Linked DNA regions of Mus musculus: regions 2 and 3 are each linked to region 1. Evidence: chromatin contacts called from public Hi-C data. All regions are on one chromosome and are shown on one strand. Each heading gives the region's core, a stretch centred on a gene start, on an enhancer-like site or on the middle of the called end of the contact. The rest is flanking DNA. Distances are from core to core; before and after follow the strand shown. Region 1 holds the start of Igfbp5 (insulin-like growth factor binding protein 5). Region 2 has its middle 22 kb from the start of 1700027A15Rik. Region 3 has its middle 57 kb from the start of 1700027A15Rik.

The links. A called contact is a pair of places that touch in the nucleus more often than the background predicts.
Region 2: a contact with region 1 is called in a Hi-C map of muscle stem cells, with 4 times the contacts expected there. The contact joins the enhancer-like site here to the promoter of Igfbp5 in region 1. A contact is called at or near these places in 13 of 39 promoter capture datasets (the 3T3-L1 cell line, 3T3-L1-derived adipocytes, the HPC-7 cell line and 8 more), 2 of 15 datasets of contacts at CTCF or cohesin (the G1E-ER4 cell line and pro-B cells), 21 of 484 Hi-C or Micro-C datasets (8-cell embryo, the AtT-20 cell line, the C2C12 cell line and 12 more), 8 of 115 datasets of contacts at active chromatin or transcription factors (astrocytes, cardiomyocytes, embryonic limb bud and 4 more) and 1 of 9 other capture datasets (embryonic stem cells).
Region 3: a contact with region 1 is called in a Hi-C map of the N1E-115 cell line, with 5 times the contacts expected there. The contact joins the enhancer-like site here to the promoter of Igfbp5 in region 1. A contact is called at or near these places in 14 of 39 promoter capture datasets (the 3T3-L1 cell line, 3T3-L1-derived adipocytes, cranial neural crest and 6 more), 1 of 15 datasets of contacts at CTCF or cohesin (the G1E-ER4 cell line), 13 of 484 Hi-C or Micro-C datasets (the C2C12 cell line, the G1E-ER4 cell line, the N1E-115 cell line and 5 more), 8 of 115 datasets of contacts at active chromatin or transcription factors (craniofacial prominence, embryonic limb bud, embryonic stem cells and 2 more) and 1 of 9 other capture datasets (embryonic stem cells).

The regions. Positions count from the first base shown.
Region 1 is chr1:72,872,590-72,876,723 of GRCm38.p6, reverse strand. It overlaps Igfbp5 (insulin-like growth factor binding protein 5), which reads left to right and starts at 1,859. Exons shown (of 4, transcript NM_010518.2): 1 at 1,859-2,918. The coding sequence starts at 2,585.
Region 2 is chr1:73,035,554-73,039,993 of GRCm38.p6, reverse strand. No RefSeq gene overlaps it. Among named protein-coding and RNA genes, the nearest start is that of 1700027A15Rik, 22 kb to the right of the region's middle. Within about 2 kb of position 1,298, at least 26 of the 459 cell types and tissues checked have an H3K27ac peak or open chromatin away from gene starts, as enhancers often do. A contact at or near this core is called in the C2C12 cell line, the G1E-ER4 cell line, astrocytes and 1 more, where this site is marked.
Region 3 is chr1:73,070,832-73,075,148 of GRCm38.p6, reverse strand. No RefSeq gene overlaps it. Among named protein-coding and RNA genes, the nearest start is that of 1700027A15Rik, 57 kb to the right of the region's middle. Within about 2 kb of position 2,383, at least 7 of the 459 cell types and tissues checked have an H3K27ac peak or open chromatin away from gene starts, as enhancers often do. A contact at or near this core is called in the G1E-ER4 cell line and the N1E-115 cell line, where this site is marked.

The DNA.
Region 1 (4,134 bases), core at 610-3,109:
ACACCATGCCCCTTTCTAACACTCTTCCCTCCTGAAGTTAACTTAAATAAGAAAATAACACTTGATCTCTTCCCCTTCTAAAATAATGCAACCCAGTTTCTAATGTTAAGTTGCTCCCTGCTTTCCCAAGCCCTCCAACAGCAGAGACAGGCTCTTGGAACCAACCAACCCTCCTGCCTTTTTGGGGGGTGTGGGGGTACATTGGTGCACACAGCTCTTCTTCCCTCTGCTAGCCACCAACACAATAAAACTGCCCTGGCAATGGGTGTAAAAGGACACCTTTAAGATTTGGTCCTGTCTTAAAATGTGCCTATTGGCAGAGAACCGAGAATCTGGATCAGAATCTGGGAGTGTGAACAGCGCCCGGGGAGATGCTCCCAAATGGAGCCAGCAAGGGAAATATTTTCTCAATATTGCAGTCCTCCAGCAAGAATTCTTATCATAGATAAGGGTGCAGTCTAGTGGCAAAATTCATGAAATGCAGCCCCTTTTTCTAAAAGAACAGAGCAAGGGAAGAAGAGAGTTGGAGAAAGGGCAAAAGCCCTGCCCCCAAGAACTCCCCAGAGACCATCACTTGATCATGTCTTTTCTTACCTGTGGTGGGCAGTCTACAGACCACCTATCATGTCAAATTAATTTTTAAAACAAACAAAAAAAGCTAAAGCCATCATATTCCTTCTTTCAAAAATTAGGTTTTCTTTCATTTTCCTAAGGGAAGAATGGTCCCTAGTGCTGACTAGCGATCTGGGGCTTCCTGTGGCATGGTGAGGATTTCTCACGTGCAGGCTCCAGGATGCTACCTTGGTACATATTAACCCTTAAACAAGGTCTCCTGCAGCGAGGTACCTGCTCACTCCAGGATCTGCCTACCCCACAGAAATGCCTCATTGTCAACCCAAGAAGGTTATCACTTTATCCTACCTTCCTTCCATTTAAAAGGACATTTAAGGTGTCCATGAGGACACCAGATAAAACTGACAACCCACAGCATTTCCTCCAGGGTCTCAGTCACTACTCCCAACAAAGCTGGGGAGGGGGGTGGGGTGGAGGGCGTTATCCCTTCTTGAAAGTGCACATAGCACGCTCACACTCAGAGAGAGAGAGAGAGAGAGAGAGAGAGAGAGAGAGAGAGAGAGAGAGAGAGAGATTCCCTGGTCATCTATATAGGTGAAGGAAAATGACCACTGGCTTTAACTAAAATCAGTACCCCACCAGAACAATAATGACAAGCCCTTGCCATAATCCCTCTGCCCCTTTTAATGGGGGAGGGGTCTACACACGCGCCCGCACTCCTTTTCTCTTTAAATTTATCTCAATGCCCCTCACCAGCTACTGTACACTACTTGTCCTCCAAACACAAACACACAGACAGACAAACCTTCAGTGGTCTCTTAGACACTTTTTTTTCTAAAGTTGGAAAGGACTTCTTGGGCAGGGTATACACGGCTAATAAGAAAATGTGACTCCTAACAGCCAGTGTCCGGGCTAGTTGTCGGAAAACAGACTCGCTCCATTGTATTCACCCAGCTTCTGAAGAGTACTGCCATCCACTCCTCCCTCCACCTTCTCCCTACTCTCCTCTGTAGCTCGCCTGTCTTCGCCCCCCCCCCAAAGCCCTTTCCGTACATTCCGTGAGGAGGAGGGCTCTGTGTAGGGAGCGAAGGGGAGCCCCCGTGTCTAGAAGGCCTCTCTTCCCCACCCCCACCCCGTGTGAGTTTGCGCTGCAAAGCTCCTTGGCATCCTTGCATGGGTTGGGTGTTGGGGAGCTCAAATTGCAGCTACAACTGGCTGGCAGCCAGGGGCCGTCTATTTAAAAGCGCCTGCTCGACCAGAGCCCGCAGTCTCTTTGGAAACTTCTAAAAGAGCTAGGAAAGAGCTGCAAAGCTGTTTGGGCTTTTTTCCCCCTTTTTGTTCCTTTTTGTTACCCCCCCCCTCGGTCTGCACCCTTCTCCGGACTTCACGCAGAACCTGCGGGTTTCGAAGAGGTGGTGACAGAGCAGGTGTTGGGGTCCAGGTTTGGTGAGGTCTGGGTTTTTGCCCTTTTTCCCCCCTCGATTTCAACATTTTCCCGATCTTGTTGTCAGCCGCCGACGCCTCTTACCTGTTCTGCGGCAGCAGCGCAGCTGGCCGCTGAGACCGAGCGGAGTGGGGTTGCGTTTTAGATTTTAAGCAAAGGGGGGAAAATTAAGCCCAATCCATTTTTTTCTTCACCTCCTCCCTTTTCAAGGCCTCCAAGCTAATTATTTCTGTTGCTTTGGAGTGAGCAATTCTGTGGTTCTCTCCACCACCACCCCCAATTCTGACCCGATCCCGCCTGGGGGTTTCTACGGTCTCCGCTCGCTCTGCGTGCACCTGGCGCGCCTCTTTTTTTCACCCCCAACCTGTTGCAAGTCTTTAATCCTCGCAATTGGGACTTGCGTGCAGGCATCTGAATCCTCCTTGCCTCATATTTTGCAAGTGTTTGGGGGAGAGCACCTGCTCTACCTGCAAGAGATTTAAAAGGAAAAAAATCTCCAGGCTCCCTCTTTCTCCACACACTCTCGCTCTCCTGCCCCGCCCCGAGGTAAAGCCAGACTCCGAGAAAATGGTGATCAGCGTGGTCCTCCTGCTGCTGGCCGCCTATGCCGTACCGGCTCAAGGCCTGGGTTCTTTCGTGCACTGTGAACCCTGCGACGAGAAAGCTCTGTCCATGTGTCCCCCCAGCCCTCTGGGCTGTGAGCTGGTCAAAGAGCCCGGCTGTGGCTGCTGCATGACTTGCGCCCTGGCGGAGGGACAGTCGTGTGGCGTCTACACGGAGCGCTGCGCCCAGGGTTTGCGCTGCCTCCCCCGGCAGGATGAGGAGAAGCCGCTGCACGCCCTGCTGCACGGCCGCGGGGTTTGCCTCAACGAAAAGAGCTACGGCGAGCAAACCAAGATAGGTGAGCGCTACTGGGGTTTCAGTTGCACGGCACAGGAGCTGGGGAGGGAGGCACCTTGGATGGGTGGGGACCGGGGACCGATTGGGAACCCGCGCGCTTTGCGCGCGCAGCAAGTGGCTTAGACCCTAGTAGCTCCTGAGAGTAGATGGGGTGGGTCCTTGCACCTCACACTTGAATCCCTGGCAGAGCAAGCTATCCTAGGCGGCTGTCTAACCGTCTCTACCAGTTTACACTTCATCTCCACCCCAACCCGACCCTCCCCCACTCCTAACTCGTGGCAATTCTGACTCTGAGCTCCTTTTGAGTCTCAAAGTCCAAATCCCAAGAGAATCCTCTCTGAAAAAGAACAGGTTAAATTATCAACTCCCTTCTCCACCCCAACCCCGTACTTTTCTCCCTAAACTTTAGAAAATCCTTTCTGTTAAAAGGTCATTTTAATTGGAATCTGAAGATGCGTTCCATCTTTAAAGCTAATTCTACCTTGATCCCTCCAAGCCTCACCCCTCCGCCCCCATCTCAGTGCCTCTAAATTTATCTCTCACTCTATTCCTATTTGCTCAGGAGCGCGCGCGCGCGCGTACGCGCGTACATCCCCCCCCCCCACTTGACAACTAATGTCTTTTGGGTGGAGGTATTGAGAGCTCACCCACACGTACACTTGCTGCTTTTGAATTGATATGATTGATTATGATCGATGAAACATATTAGACTGTAAAACGTCTCTCTTTTTTCCTCCCAGGAAGAGAAAGAATACTTCGGGAGGGCTGGGGTAGGGCGTGGGGTATGAGCTGAAAGAGTTTGGTGTTCTGTGCTGAATGTTCGTCCCTGAATCTAATGGTTTTTTTTCCCCTCCTAAATTCAGATTTTAGTTAAGATAAAAAGATGGACACAGGTTTGAGAGGTGAAGAGGGATGTGGGGGTGAAGACATCCTCAAGTTCCCACTGGATGCTGGCCCTCTCCATCTCCCTTCCCTCTCTCCTCACTCCACCCCCACCCCCAGCAGCCCCACCCTCCACCCATCACTTAAACCAGACTAAAAGTGAGTGTGGCTAAGTGCGTGAGGGGCCCTGGAAACACAGAATGCAAAACTCAAGGGGCGGAGACAGGAAGACCACGCTCTGGGAGCCACCCCTCCGTTTGCCCCGCCCCCTCTTGCCCCGCCTCCAAATTCTCCGTGCCTGGAGTCTGTGGTTTAAATGATTGACAGAGCTTCTT
Region 2 (4,440 bases), core at 49-2,548, 160 kb before region 1:
ATGCACTCCCCCCTCAGTTCTAGAGCAGGCAGGCAGATGGACGAAAAAACTACAGGCAGAGAAAAGGAGTCATGGTCAGGAGAGGAGCAGAACAGAGGTGTCTAGACAAGCCTTGTGTCAGCTTCCTCCCTGTCTAGATGAGTTTTCGGATAATTCCCATCATCCCCTGTCCCAGCCCAGACACCCTCTTACCCCAGGGCTGCTACCCCCAAAGCGCATGAGCTAATGACAGTCCTTGTGGCAGTTAGTTGTATTTGTCAATTTGACACAATCTAGAATCAATCTAGAGTCTGGGTGGGAAGGGGGTATCTTGACTATGTCGAGTGAGGTTGGAAGACCTATTCCTTCCACCTTTTCCTGGGCTTGGAGTCCTGGATAAAGAAAAGGTTGAGTAGGCAATAAGATTATGTCATTCTCTTCTCTCTGCTCCTGCCTGTGACCGCAAACTCTCCCCCCTTCTCCCTCCCTTTCTCTCCCTCCCCTCGTGTGTGTGTGTGTGTGTGTGTGTGTGTGTGTGTGTGTGTGAGTGTGTGTGTGTGTGTGTGTGTGTGTGTCCTCCTTAGTTTCCTTCACGGCAGACTTGACTAATTTTGATCCAGCCTTGACCATTTTCCCGAGGCTTACAAATCCCTTTAACTGATCCTTCATGCCACACAGGCTGAGCCTGGGAGGGACATAAGTCGACCTCCCTGGTAGGCAGCATTCCTGGGCATGAGCCCTGGTTCCTGCCACAATACCAGGACAGAGCTTTGGGTCTCAGCTCCTGCCAAGGACTTAAGCAAAGGCCAGGAGAAAAATCAACAAGTGCTCTGAAATATTCTCAGCCTGTTTCTGCTTCTGCAATGAGGAACCCTGCCCTGCCCCTTTACCTACACACACTTTATAATAACAAGCAAGTAGTATCCAAAAGACAGCAAGAATCCTCATCTCTGGCAGGCAACCTGCCATGCTGTGATGGCTCACACACAGCTCACAATGCCACTAACAGATGCAAAGATATATTTTTTCTATTCAAATTTCCTCTAGCAGCCACCCATGATATAGCATGACCCTGACAGATGACTTTGCCACTGTGGTTTTCACAGAAACCCTACACAGTCACCCTTCATCTTTCTTGGGAATTCAGTTGTTCATGGCTGATTAAAGAGAGCGAGCCCAACTATGTACCAGCAGTTTCTGGAGAAGTGTGGTAATGATTGGCCCCACGGGTAGATAAAGGGCCCAGCTCTACATGAGGCTCCATTTCTGGCTGGGGCACCATCAGCAACCCTCCCTGGAGCCAGGCTGTCCAGTCAGACTGATTAGGTCAAGTCACTTTTTATCTGGGTACAACAGATAAGACTGCAGCATCACAGCCAGGGGTTAGGGGTGTGACGGATATGGCCAGTGAAAGGGAGACATAAGATACACTGCTGTTTGTGGGAGCTGGGAAGAATAGAATTCTCTCAAGAGCCTCTTTGTAAGTGTCAAGATGGGACACTGGGCCTCCTGTGTGCTGTACCCACAAACTAAAGTTGTGTTCCACCAGCCCTAGCTGGACCCTGGTTGTGCTGTGCATCCTTTACTGAGTCAGAGAGAGGTGAAAGATCTGCAAGTCTGACCGGTTTCTTTCTCGGTGAAGTACATGCTGCTGGCCCAGGCACAAGAGGACCTGCTGTCACGGTCTCTGTCCACACTGAGCACATCTGTCAATACACAGCCAGTCTCTAAGCTGTTCCTCAGGTCCTTCTCCCCACTGAGGAGACAGACTCTACCCGGGGAGTGGCAGCCATTTCTCTCCCCCACAGTCTAGGGTGGAACAGCTCAGAGACGTGAGACCTCCTGGCAACTACATTTCCCTCAGTTGTACTGTAAGGAAGTTGAGCGGTGTGATTTTGTTGTTGTTCAGCAATTGCCTGCCCACTACAGAGTCCAAATATTTTGTGAGAGCCAAAGACATGCCAGCCTTCTTTGCTAGCAAACACAGCCTACTCCCAAACCTTCGACGTACTCCCATCAGAAGCCCTAAGCACCCAGACAAAGACTTCACTCCTCGTCAACTTCCCTCACTTTTCCCTTCTTTGTGGCCCTCTCTTTGACTGTTTCTTGGATGTACGATCTAAGCAGCATCCTAGTTGTGTGGACTGAGGTGTCTGATCAGTTTTTAATTCTAAGCCTCTCACATGCATAGCAAGCATCCTGTCACTGGGTTATAGCTCTACACACTTTTTTAATCCATGGGATTGTGCATGGGCATGCACGTTTGTGTGTGTGCAGGTATGTGTACATGTGTGTGAAGGTGAGTACCTACATGTATACACATGTATGGGGAGCCCAGAGGACAATGTTGGGTGTCATCCTCAGGAATGCTATGCTACCTACCTCCTGTGAGACAAGGCCTCTTACTGGCTGGGAGCTCAGCAACTAGGCTAGACTGGCTGACATCTTCCTGTCTCTAGCTCCCCAGTGCTGATGTTATGAACACATACTACCATGCCTGGCTTCTTTTGTGGGTGCTGGAGATCAAAACCAGGTCCTCGTGTCTGTGAAGCACATACATTATCGACTGAGTACCTTCTAGGGCCTCTTTTTATTTTTCTTTTTGGTACAGGGTTACCCTGGCTGGCTTCAAACGTGTGATCCTCCTGTCTCAGCCCCCTGAGTAACCATTATGCCTAGACTTCCCTGTTTATAAGCCTTTGCCACCAAACCAAGCTATATTTCTTTACCAGAAAGACTCTAATGTCATCCATTCCCTTCTCTGATCTAATGAGATGTAGTCAACAAATAATAACAATTCCCCACGGAGAAGAGGAAGGCTCTAGACAAAGGAGATACAGGACAGGAAACCACAGCCTACAGCCTGGGTTAGAAATCAAAGACTTCTCTGGGGACAATGAAAATGCACTTTCCAGGACCTGGAATCCCTCAATTTGTGGAGAAGCCTGGGTAGGTGGAGACCCCTGGTCAGGAGGAGACCTCTGGGTATAAGGAGAAGCCTCTGCAAGGGGAAGACCAGGCCTACCAAGCTCCTCCAAGAAAGTCAGGTCAGGGAGAGGGAAGAGTGGCCCTCACTTGTGAGAATCCAAGCCTAGAATTTTGCTGAATACCATCCACAGGGGTCAGCCTGGCTTGGCAGGTCTCTACTCTGTAACCAGACACAACCCTAAGGACACCAGTGGAGAGGGCAGAGAAGCAGAAAGATATACAAAGGGATTCGGAGGATTTGGTTACCAAGTTGCACCAGCCATTTCCGGGAATCCAATGAGGCTGAGTTCTGAGAATCTGAGGGGGTGGGGTGCACAGCAGGGAGGGAGAAGTGAGGTAGACTGTGGAAAAGAGATGAACTTTACTCCTAGGTCAAGTCGGGCTAGTAGGCCAGGCTTCTCAGGGCAGAAGGCCTCAGAGCACTTTTCTCCCCAGCTGGCAGTATTCTTGTACTCAGAGGCAAGCAGATGCCTTTCAGCAAAGCTCCACTTGCCCCCAAAGTCTGTTTCCAGACTCAGTCAGCTCCTAGAAAGCCTGTAAGATAGATGAGCCCCCCACCAGACCACTGCCATCTACTCATGGCCCCAGGATACAGGGAAGATATTTTCTTCCCCTTCCTTTTGAATCAGGTTTTCCTTCTTCAGACTCTCCCATCTCCTCGGACCCTTTCTTGCCCCCTCCCCTTGGACCCTTTCTTGCCCCCTCCCCTTTAGCATGTCTTGCCCCTTGTATTTCTACTCCCTTTGTGGTTCATTTTCCAATAACTAACCCATCAGAGGATAAATGGAGGACCTAGACCTGAACCCATCCACTCAGAGCAGTGTTTAGAGTTGTAACAACAATTCCTTGGTTCTTTAGTTAGACAGGAACATGTTTGTCTCATCTCTCCAAGTCTCCGTGTGCTCCCTGACAGAGGAATATGCCCCACCCACACCCACACATCTTATTTATCTCTTTCCATCAGTTCCTTCATTCACCGACCAGGAAGGTGAGGACCACTTTGTCTATACCTGAATGGGAGCTGCACACATTACTTTGAAAACACCAAGTCACACAACATGACAAGACAGCTCCAGACACTGCACCAACGGGCTCCTTGAAGCAGGACAAATGCTTCTTGATGGTGTGAAGTGGGGCCACCAGGACCACACACTCCAAACCAACAATCTGCAGTTGAGAAGAGCCTGGAAAATCATTTAAAACCTCCAGGTCACACACCGTCATTGAGGGAAGCCCCAGGACAGGAGCTCAAACAGGAACAGAGGCAGAAACCATGGGGAAAAGTTGCTTATTGATTTCTTCACATAGCCTTTCTTATACAGCATAGGCCCACCTGCCTACAGTCTTGTCGCCCGTAGTAGGCTGGGCCCTCCTATATAAATAGCAATCGAGAATGTCCACAGGCCAACCTGATGTAGGCAATTCAACTGAGGTTACTCTTCCAGGCAATTCTTGGTTGCATCGAACTAATAT
Region 3 (4,317 bases), core at 1,134-3,633, 200 kb before region 1:
TTCTTTAAATAACCCCAGACTACTTACTTAAACTGATGTTCGTAGCCCTTTGGGATCTTTATCTCCCAAGGCCATTTTACGACCTAGGCTGCAAGGTAACGTTTTTTTCACTAATGTTACAGGATTTATAGTCCTATGCATACAAAAATCCCAATGTCTACCAATAGTTTCCCCTTACTCATCACCCCCTGGGGAAGGTGTGCTAATGAAAACCATCACACAGGATGATTCAAACTTCCATGAAGTGGCTGAGTTTGTGGGCATGCTCAATGGGACGCCTCCATTTGCACTTTCCAAACAACTTCACAACTCAATTGTGCTGCCTGGATGGTTCCAAATTTCTCCTACTGAGCCTGATTTCCCTCCTACTTTTTTTTTCTTAATTATTAAAAACACAGGCCATCTGCCATCCCAGGAGGAGGAGGAGGAGATGGCCAGAGGGCCATAAATGGATCCTACATGATGCCAGGCTCATGATGTCTGTTTGCCCTGCCAAGGCAGCCTCAACCATCCCATCTAGATGGATGGTCTCTGCTATTCTTCTCTGGGGGATTTCTGTCCCTTCGCCGAAGAAAATCAGTTTAAAAGGATAAATACAAAGTGCTCACAGAATGGGTTAGGAGCAGAGAGGTCACCAAGAGAATCCCACAGAAGTCACCCCACCCTTACTTTCTCCCTTGGAAAGTCTGGCATTTGTATGACTTCCAGTCCCTGCTGACTCTGAAAATTCAGAGATCAGATTTCCATATTAAAGACTTCCACACTTCCTGGCTCTTCAGCATATTCATTTGCCTGAAGATTATAACCCAAGATTATAATCCCATAGTTTGAATGTAGCCAAATTTTACATTGTGCTTCATTCCCCTGTGAGTTCCAGAGCACCGATGGAAATAAAGAGTCTCCTTGACACAGAGATAGTTGATAGTGAGGCTAGCTTAACATGGAAATCTATGAACTTACAAAGGAAGCATTTGGTCTCCTACAAAAAGTTAGCCAATTTAAGAGTCGTAGACACAGGCTTTTGAGCCTTCCTCCACTGACAAAAGATCACAAGGCTTGCAGTGTTACAGAGTTAGAAACTAGACTTTCTAGCCAGCAAGCCCCAGAGTCCTTCCTATTCCAGTTATGGGTTCAGAGGATCCAAACTCAGATCTTCATGAATGTATGGTAAATGTCTTATTATACACACATCTCCCAGATCTTATACCTGGTTCTCACCACACACTTCAACTGGATTTGAACAGAATAGTAGATTCCTCTTTTACAGCACTATGAACCTAGGTGAGTTACTTAACTTTTTTTTAGTTTCTGAGCTAAACTTTAACTTCTCCATGCCTCAGTTTTCTTCTTTATAAAATGGGTATAACTATAATACTTTTATCACAGAATTGCTAGAATTATCTAATGAGTTGGTACATACAAAGCTTTTCAAGTAAGACCCAGTATACATGTAATGTTCTCATAGTTGCTGCTAGCTTAAACAAGATACACTTCCAGGGATGGGTCCCTTCTGGCTTGTACCTCAGTAGGATTCCATTTTTCTGCCCTGTGTCTGGGTGCCGGACAGTCTTCAGAGTCTGGAATCCTGTCTCTAGAGGTACAGATCAAGGAAGGCATATTGGCATGGGAGGCAAAGTGGCCAGAAGCCCAGGCAGGAGCCAGCACAGTGGAGGCTGGTAGTCTTGAACTCTTCACAGAGCAGGAAAGGTCTCCAGATTCACAGCATAAAGAGGCATCAACTAACACTGTGCTTCGGTGGTATAAATGTTACCCAGAATGCATAAGGCCCTGACTTCCATCCCCAGGGTACCTTAATTAATTAGTTAACTAATTAATCAACCAATCAATGCAATTTAAAAGATCCTAACAGATTTTGGAAATAAAGCTTTGGCTGGAAAGGACCTTACCGTCCACAATAGCTGATCGCAGTTGAGGGGTAGATCCAGCTCCCACTCTTTAGAATCTACGCTGACCTTAGAGACTTGGCCCAGGGAATATGGCAAAAGTAAAATCAAGGGCCTTTGGAAGTCAAGTCTTCAAAGCCTCTTTGGGGACTCTGCAATACTTTTTACATGGCAGCCCAAGGGCATAACAGAGTGCATCCAAAACCCAATAGGGGCCTAGATCCAATGTCATTATAAGAGAAAGGGGAGAGAGGTTTGATACAGAGAAGAAAAAAGAAATAAGAAAGGAAACTATGTAATGTCGAAAACAGAGGTGGGATTGCTACATGCCAGAGCTTGTTTCAGATTGTCAGAGACTCTGAGCATTTGGAAAAGGCAAGAAAGGAGTCTCCCCTTTTCTGCTTCCTTGACTTGCTCTCCTGTAAAGTCACAACTGTCTGGTCTTCCCCATCTCTGCCTTATCTACACCTTGCCATACATCCCTTATCTCTTGCCCCCAGATGTTCTACTCTGTCCATCCATTTCACATCTCATGCTCACGCATGGTCTCATGAAGGATGTGGTCTGTGTTTCCCCCTCTCCCTTCCCCATCTTCCCCGACCACCTGTTCCATCAGCACCAAATATTATTTATTACCAATCTAACCAACTTCATTTAGGGGACAAACTCCAGCCCTCACCCTCTTCCTGCCTCTTCAATCTGAGGTGGAGACATCTGGAAACAAGTTTAATAAAGTGGCTGACAGGCAGCTAGGTCCTGGAGCTTCTCAGGCAGGCCCCTGGGAGCCATTCCACAGAGGAAGCCGGAAGAAATGGGGCTAATGGACTGCTGGTCTCAAGGAGAATCCATTTGGCTGTTCCAGGATGGACAAGGGCTGCCTCCCCTCTACAACTCACAGGAGGAAGCTGCACCTGCAGAGAGGAAGGGAGAGTGAGTGGCTCCCGACCAAAGGTCCTCTACTCCCTTCCTGCTGAGCCCTCGACTCTTGAGGGAAATACTAAAACTCTCTAAGTCTCTGTCACTCAAAGATGGATTGGACCACATGGATTCGCAGACTGCTCTCTAATAGTCTAGAATCCTGGGATTGACCAAAGTCACCTGGTCAGAGACAGACAAAAAGAAAAGGCCAGCTAGCACCTGTCGAATCACCCATTGACAGGAACCCTGAGTTTTGAGTATTGTCTTGGGACATCAAGATAAATAAAGGAACTCACAGGTTAGAAGGAAAGCTATAGCATGTGTGCAAATCATTGCAAAGTCTTTCGTTGGAGCACTGAGCTATACGATTTTTTCCAGTAAAAAGCCAGTGAGTTTGTAGCCCAGCGGGACTAAGCTTCCATTTGAGGAAAAACAAGAGCTGAGCAAGGCCAGGTGCAATGATTGCCCCAAGCTCTGGGTGGTAGTCTGCCTACTCTGACTCCCACAGGAACTGAGGTACAGTCCCAACAAAGTAGGGGAAGAGTCAAAGGAAGCTTTCCTGAGGAAGAACTTGAATGGCATCCTGAATGGAAAGAAGAGGGTGTGGATTGTGTGGGCTTGATGAAAAGTAAAAACAAACAAACAAAAACCAGGACTCCTTGTTCAGATGTTTCAAGACACAGAAGATGAAACCAAACCTAAGACCCTTCCCAGCACTGCAGGGGTCCCATGCGTGAAACAACCTCACACTAGGGCACCCCTTGGGTACTTCATGGCATGAGTTCTTTGTCAGTATACTGCCTACACGGGCATCTGCCTATATAAGCTATGTGATTTATATCAGTACATTTCATGCTATCTACTGAAATGATACTTTAGCTCATGAGAAGGTTCGTACATAAAACATTAAATTAGGAAAGGAAGCCAAAGGCCATTTCTAAACCCAGCAAAGTTAGTCCACATCTCCTCCAGCACCATACACTTCCTGGCTCCCTCAGTATCTTTTAGACCCCTCTCAAAAGAAGATATGCAAAAAAAAAAAAAAGATTCTCACTTCCCAGCCATACTGAGAAACTCACATTGCCCTCTCTCTACCCTAATCACCATCCCCTGCCCAGCAAGAGTCCAGTCAAGTGGTTTCGCTGGGAATTCACTCTCTCCCAGTGACTGGGAAACAGCCTCTATCCCCTTTCTCCAGCTAACTAGAGAAGCAAGAAGTTATGGGTCCTGCATTGAATCCTGTCTCCCCCAAATTAGCAACTACTTGGAGCTAAAGGTAGCAATATAAAGAGGGAAAATCTGGTATAAACCTGGGGAGACCTGGCGCTGCAGATAACAAAGAGTCATTAATAGCACCCACTCCCAGCTTTCTGATCAGAAAGTGGGTATTTTAGTTCTTCCATCGAGGTGACTTTCCTATGTGTTTAACATTCCTGCTTTCTCCAATGTTTACCTGTGAGCACAAGGGCCTCCTGCCCTCTACCATAGATGGGTC